2 separate regions of the Ovis aries genome follow, and region 1 is linked to region 2. The links are chromatin contacts, called in public Hi-C maps. All regions are on one chromosome and are shown on one strand. The core of a region is the stretch at or near the end of the contact, and the rest is flanking DNA. Distances in the headings are between cores, read along the strand shown.

What was found. A called contact is a pair of places that touch in the nucleus more often than the background predicts.
Region 1: a contact with region 2 is called in a Hi-C map of hypothalamus, with 5 times the contacts expected there. The contact joins the promoter of XXYLT1 here to the promoter of ACAP2 in region 2. A contact is called at or near these places in 6 of 16 Hi-C or Micro-C datasets (blood, hypothalamus, liver and 2 more).

Annotation. Positions count from the first base shown.
Region 1 is chr1:193,140,221-193,143,307 of ARS-UI_Ramb_v3.0, forward strand. It overlaps XXYLT1 (xyloside xylosyltransferase 1), which reads left to right and starts at 1,602. Exons shown (of 4, transcript XM_027957138.3): 1 at 1,602-2,220. The coding sequence starts at 1,717.
Region 2 is chr1:192,971,618-192,974,962 of ARS-UI_Ramb_v3.0, forward strand. It overlaps ACAP2 (ArfGAP with coiled-coil, ankyrin repeat and PH domains 2), which reads left to right and starts at 1,686. Exons shown (of 22, transcript XM_060419307.1): 1 at 1,686-1,994. The coding sequence starts at 1,942.

The sequences.
Region 1 (3,087 bases), core at 352-2,851, 170 kb after region 2:
TTACCTATTTTTGGCTGCACTGGGTTTTCATTGCTGTGTGTAGGGTTTCTGTGGTTGTGGGCGAGTGGGCTTCTCATTGTGGTGGCTTCTCTTGTTGCAGAGCCCAAGCTGCAGGCACTTGGATTCAGTAGCTGTGGCTTGTGGGGTCTAGAGTGCTGGCTCAGTAGTGGTGCACAGGCTTACCTGTCATGTGGTGTATGGTTTCTTTCTGGACCAGGGATTGAAACCATGTCCCCTGCACTGGCAGGCAGACTCTTAACCACTGGATCACCAGAGAATTCCCAACAGCATCTTTAGTTTCACTTTACTGATGAACATTTGATTTTAATATCTTGTCATCATAAACCTAGCTCTGCATTACCCTTGTGGCTAAATATTTGAGTACATTTTCCCTTATTCTGTTATGAAAATGATGGTTTACAATGGGTGGGTATATTTCTGATGCTCATTCAGTGAGTCAAGCACCATCAGTTACTGGAGATATTATGGTTAAAGAAAGACACACTGCCTGCTCTCTTGAAGTTTTGCCTTCTTGCAGCAGAGAAAGATGGGAATGGGTAGTTCTTAGGTGGCCCTTATGGTATCCTTGAGGATGGTGCCTCATCTGGACACTGCAAGGGCTGGTGTTTAGAGACCACTCTTTGAGGCAGGGACACCCAAGCCAAGGTCTGAAGCAGGAGAGGTTGACTGTGTGAAAATCCAGGGCACTGCTTTTCAAACTTTGGCTTGCAGAAGAATCACCATCAAGGCCCAGACTCGTTGAAGGTAATAGGGCCTGAGCCTTTGTGTTTTATCAAGCTCCCTAGTGCTGCTAGTACCAATAAAATTTTGATAACCATTGTTCTGTGGATAGGAGAGAGAACTGAAAGTTTTCTTAGATTTTAGTGTTGGCAGAATATAGGCACCCTCTTCTGCTGTGGAAGAGTGTCTGCTTCACTGTCAAAGCTGAGACCGTGTGACCTGAGCAAGTGACCTCAGTTACACCTCAGTTAATTTTGTAAAACCACTGGGTATACAGTAAGTCTCTTTTAAAGTGTTGAAGTCTGTTAAAAAAAAAAAACCACAAGCTTCCTGGGGAGCTCTGAACCACCCAAAGTTTGTGGCAGGTGGCCCCCCTGGTGGCTACAACCCATAGGTTGCCTCTGGTCGGCCTCAGATGCCAAGTGAGGTGAGCAAGTGATTCATACCTCGGGTGCCAATCCTACTTCACCGAGAATGGGAAAGGAGTTGCTAGTTTAAATTCTTTAGCCCTAGTCGCCAAGGTGTGAAAGGAGTCAGGGAGAGGACATAAAGCCTTCAAGAAATTAGGAGGGAAAAGATATAGAGAACATTTTTTGTGCGTCCAGTTTAGTCTTTTTGCTTCCGAAGGCTTAGCTTCGGTTTCTAGCGCCTGGGGCTGTGCGCTTAACGAGGGCCATTTTCCACAGACCGCACAGCCTGCTGGCTTGTGTGGCCAAGTCCTCACCGCCTCTGTCGAACACGCTGGAGGGACTCCCGCGGGCTCACCGCCCGACCCCGCTGTAATCCTTCTGAGCTTAGGACCCAGTGGCTGCCAGGCAGCCTGGCACCGCCTCTCCGCGTATCAGCGCCCGCAGATTGGCAGCTCGGCTCCGCCCCCGCCATGGCTGCCGCCAGCTACCGGGGCTGCTAACTTGCTGCCGGGATACTGGTCTCTGCCGCAACTCGCCGGCTGATCTGTTCGCGGGCCGGCGGCGCATGGGTCTCCTCCGAGGCGGGCCCCCGTGCGCTCGGGCCATGGCGCGTCTGGGCGCTGTGCGCTCCCACTACTGCGCGCTGCTGCTGGCCGCGGCGCTGGCGGTCTGTGCTTTCTACTACCTGGGCTCGGGCCGGGAGACCTTCTCCAGCGCCACCAAGAGGCTGAAGGAGGCCCGCGCCGGGGCCCCTGCTGCGCCCTCGCCGCCGGCGCTGGAGCTGGCGCGGGCATCCTTGGCGCCGGCCCCGGGCGCTAAGGCCAAGAGCCTGGAGGGCGGCGGGGCCGGGCCGGTGGACTACCACCTGCTGATGATGTTCACCAAGGCCGAACACAATGCCGCGCTGCAGGCCAAGGCCCGCGTCGCCCTCCGCTCCCTGCTGCGCCTCGCGAAGTTCGAGGCGCACGAGGTGCTTAACCTGCACTTCGTAAGCGAGGAGGCCAGCCGCGAGGTGGCCAAGGTTTTGCTGCGGGAGCTGCTGCCGCCCGCCGCCGGCTTCAAATGCAAGGTGAGCGGGGCCCCAGCTAGAGGCTCCGGGTAGGTGACTCGGTCATTGTGGGGCCTGGCCTGGATCCAGGGGTCAGGAGGGAGGTGTCTTAGTTGCGATGCCCATTGCCAGTGCCAGCAGAAGCCTAAGCCCTTAATCCGTACCCTACCTGAATTGTGCGTTCACAGCACGCTGCAGGCATGGTCCAGGGGGCGTGTCTCGGAGCCTCTATTAGCTGACTTCGTTGATCCTAGCTTCCCTTTAACTGCGGCCCCCTGGAGAATCAGCGTGCCCGCTCTTTCCTGGCGTGGTTGATTTCAGCAGTCAGTGCCTTTAAGTCTGCCCCTCTTTTTATTCTTTTCAGTGTTTGACTTTTGAGGATGGAGCAGGTCACTTGAAAGTGCACTGTCTGCTGGACAAGGTCTTAGGCCGCTTGAGTTGTTCAGATTACAGTGACATTTCTCATAGCTCTAAGGATTTCAGTTGAAACTGGTCCAGCCCAAACCCAGCCCATGTGAACCATTTCATCTCCTCAGTGTGCCTCCTCCTTCCCTTCTCTTCAGGGTCATGAACCCATTTAGAGAAGCAGCGGGTTCCTCCCAGCAAGAAAGTGCTCCAAGAGGTAAGGATATAAGATCTGGAGAGGGCAGAGCAGAGCTAGTCGTCTTGTTCCAGGCTGGACCACCTGGCTCTGCTTGGGAGAGATTGTATTCTTCAGTCAGTCAGCTCAGTCACTCAGTCGTGTCCGACTCTTTGCGACCCCATGGACTGCAGCACACCAGGCCCCCCTGTCCATCACCAACTCCTGGAGCCTACTCAAACTCATGTCCATCTGGTCGGTGATGCCATCCAACCATCTCATCCCCTGTCATCCCCTTCTCCTCCCGC
Region 2 (3,345 bases), core at 436-2,935:
TTGACATGTTGTACAAACAGATGAGTTGCCATGCATCGGGAATACAATTGTTATAGAAATGGCCAACTCTCTAAATTTGACATAATGGTTACAAATCTAGAAGAGACTGTCTTGACTAACTGAAGTGCCTGAGGACACGAAACATTTATCGAGGCAAATCCAGCTTGCCTCCAGAACCACCATGCTGTTCTAAACACCTTCCCTGTGCATTTTCACAGATAGGATTTTTAGGTTGGGTTTAAAAGTATATACTTAAATACAGTGTAGCCATGGTACTTTTTACTTACATGCCATGAATCCATGGCACATTACTTTGCTGCCAAAGTTCCGTCTAGTCAAAGCTATGGTTTTTTCCAGTAGTCATGTATGGATGTGAGAGTTGGACCACAAAGAAAGCTGAACGCGGAAGAACTGATGCTTTTGGACTGTGGTGTTGGAGAAGACACTTGAGAGTCCCTTGGACTGCAAGGACATCAAACTAGTCAATCCTAAAGGAAATCAGTCCTGAATATTCTTTGGAAGGACAGAAGCTGAAGTTTCAATATTTTGGCCACCTGATGCAAAGAACTGACTCATTGGAAAAGACCCTGATACTGAGCAAGATTGAAGGCAGGAGGAGAAGGGGACGACGGAGGATGAGATGGTTGGATAGCATCACTGAGTGGATGGACATGAGTTTGAACAAGCTTCCAGAGTTCGTGATGGGCAGGAAGGCCTGGCGTGCTACGGTCCATGGTGTGGCAAAGAGTTGAAGACAACTGAGCGACTGAACTGAACTGATGAATCCATGGAATCTAAGAATCAGAAGTATGGGACTGGGGGTTATTTTAAGGATCAGATGATGAATATCTTACAGCGGCTCCTAGAAAAGTCGTGTATCAGGGGGTAGGTGTTGCAAGTTGGAGTAAATGAGCCTGTATTCTCAGAACTCTCTCATCTTAAAACTGGCAAAGGCTACTGAGAGAAAGGCGTCAGTAAGGAGGAATGTGTTCTGTGGTTTTCAAATCGGTTCCTCTACACAGAAAGCCCTGCCTTACATACCTGTCTAAATCCTTCTGATCTTTCCATGCCCACCCCGAATGCCAGCTCCTTCAGAAAGCAGTCTCTGGTTATATGAAAATATAAACATGGCAGATACTTTCAAATCGTTAAGTGATGAAGCCAGTAAGTGAAAGATGGACTTTATCATTAAAGTTATCCGCGCTCCTTTCCTGGCCTCAGTTTCTGTAAACTGAAAGGAAGAGGTGGCTAAGCCTATCTCTTCCTTTTATAATCTCGACTCTTAACCTTTTCAGATTTCTGCCAGAACTGCCGTGAAAAGCAACTCTTCTTCCTTAGACCTGCAGGCGGCGGCTCCTCCGCGTTGGCAGCTCAACAGGGCGGGGCTGGAGAAGCAGGAGAGGAGGAGGAGGGGCTCTAGGGGAAGCGCGGCGCGCAGCCACGTGACTTCCTTCCCAAGGAGCCTCAGCTGCAGGCCTCCCAGCAACCAATGCGTCCCGCCTAACGACGCTCGTGCATCCTGGTTGGCCTTCGGGAATGCTTGTGGCAAGGCGGCTCCCACGGTCGCGCTGCTTATTGGCTCGCTCTGCCGTCGCTCAAGCGCGTTGCCCGAGCGCCCGCAGGCGGTGCGGTCGAAAGCCCCTCCCATTGGCCGCTGGGTTTGTGGCTGGCTGGCTGAGGCTGTCAGTCCTGGGCCGTTTCCCCGAGGCAGGCGATCTGCTGGGGGCGGGAGGAAGAGGGGCCGGACTGGGGCCTGACTAGCAGTCGCTGCCGCCACGGTCTTCGGGGCTGCTATGACCAGTGGACGACGCGCCCTCCGCAGCTCCGCGCAGCGCTAGTCGCGGCCGTGCGCCCGCCGTAGCCGTCTGCGTCCCCAGCTCAGCCGCTCCCGCGGCTCCCTCGACTCTTCCAGTGCCCCCTGCGAGGCGAGGCAGAGGCAGGATGAAGATGACGGTGGATTTCGAGGAGTGTCTGAAAGACTCGCCCCGTTTCAGGTAACTGGCGCAGCCGCCCGGCTCTGGGCCGGCGTCACCCGGAGCTAGCTCCTCCGGCGGTGGGGGCGTGAAAGCCGGCGGTAGAACGCGCGGGGGGCCCCCGCAGTCCGCGCCCTCCGACGGGGCGTGCGGCCGTTGCTGTGGCTCCCGACCCGGAGAGGGTTCGACAGCCCCGACTAGCCCTTCGTGAGGGGCGAGGCTGGGCCAGGAGGGGGACGTCGCCTCCTTTTGCCCCTTCCTTGGCCTCTGCCCAGGGCGGAGCGCCCAAGAGGCTGGGCGCACCCGTTTCGAGGAACTGGGGTGCAGCCGCGTCCCCGAAGACTCGTGCCCTTTGCGGGCGCGCGCTCTCCCCTTCCTCTGGCCGCTCGTCCTTTCCCCTCCCTTCCGCTCCTTCTTCGTTTCCACCCCCACACCAGCCCCTCTTGGAGGGCGCTTGCAGGGCACCCTCCTGCAGTTCACTTAGTTCCTCTTCGCGCTTTTCCGCTCCCCCTACCCCTAGGAAGAAGGACTGGGGGACGAACTGGGACATCGATTTCTGATGCTGGCTTGTTCCCGGCCAGGGGTGCTTCTAGCGCTGGCGGTTGATTTGTACGGGAGTCGGGGGTGGGAGTGTTTGACCAGCCTTATTCTATCCACTGTGGTCCTAGACTCTTAGGCTTTTCTTTCCACTTAAGCTCTTTGAAGGGGGCACCGCTGTCGAGAGTACAGGGCTGAGGGGTGAGGAGTAGGAGAAACAGTGCATTTCTGTTTTGAGAACGGAAGTAGGAGGGCCCTGAAGATTGCATTTCTGTTCCTCTTCCAGCAGCGTTGGCCCGGGAGGGCCCCGTTCACCGTCGGATGCTCCCAGTGGATCTGTCACATAAACTGACTTGGTGGCACTCCGATGCACATGGGCTGGCCTTCCTCCCTGGAGAGCCGGCAACCCTGAGGGTGTCCAGAGCCCGGGCTCCTTCGGTTAGGAGCATCTTAGAAAACTCTTGAATTGTTTTGAAGAGTGAGGTTTTGCTAGGTTGTGTTTTACACTGCATTTATAAGGCTGTCCTTAGGCCTTAAAAATAAGGCCTTCAAAACTTCCGTTAGAACAGTGACATGTCTTGAAAGCGTCTCCTGAGCATTGATGCCCGCTGATCTTTAGGGCAAGCCTGGGTTGTAAATTCCTGCATCCTCTCCCTTGGAACGAACTGTTCTCATCTTTATCACTGTTAATTTGATTTGCCTCCGCCCCCCCACACTTTTTTTTTTTTTTTTTACCCCAGTGAAAAGCAAAGTATTGTAAAACTTAATGAACTCCTACTTCTAAGACAATGTCCTTTGGTTTTTGTTTATTTTTTGGTGTTAATTTTATTTGGAT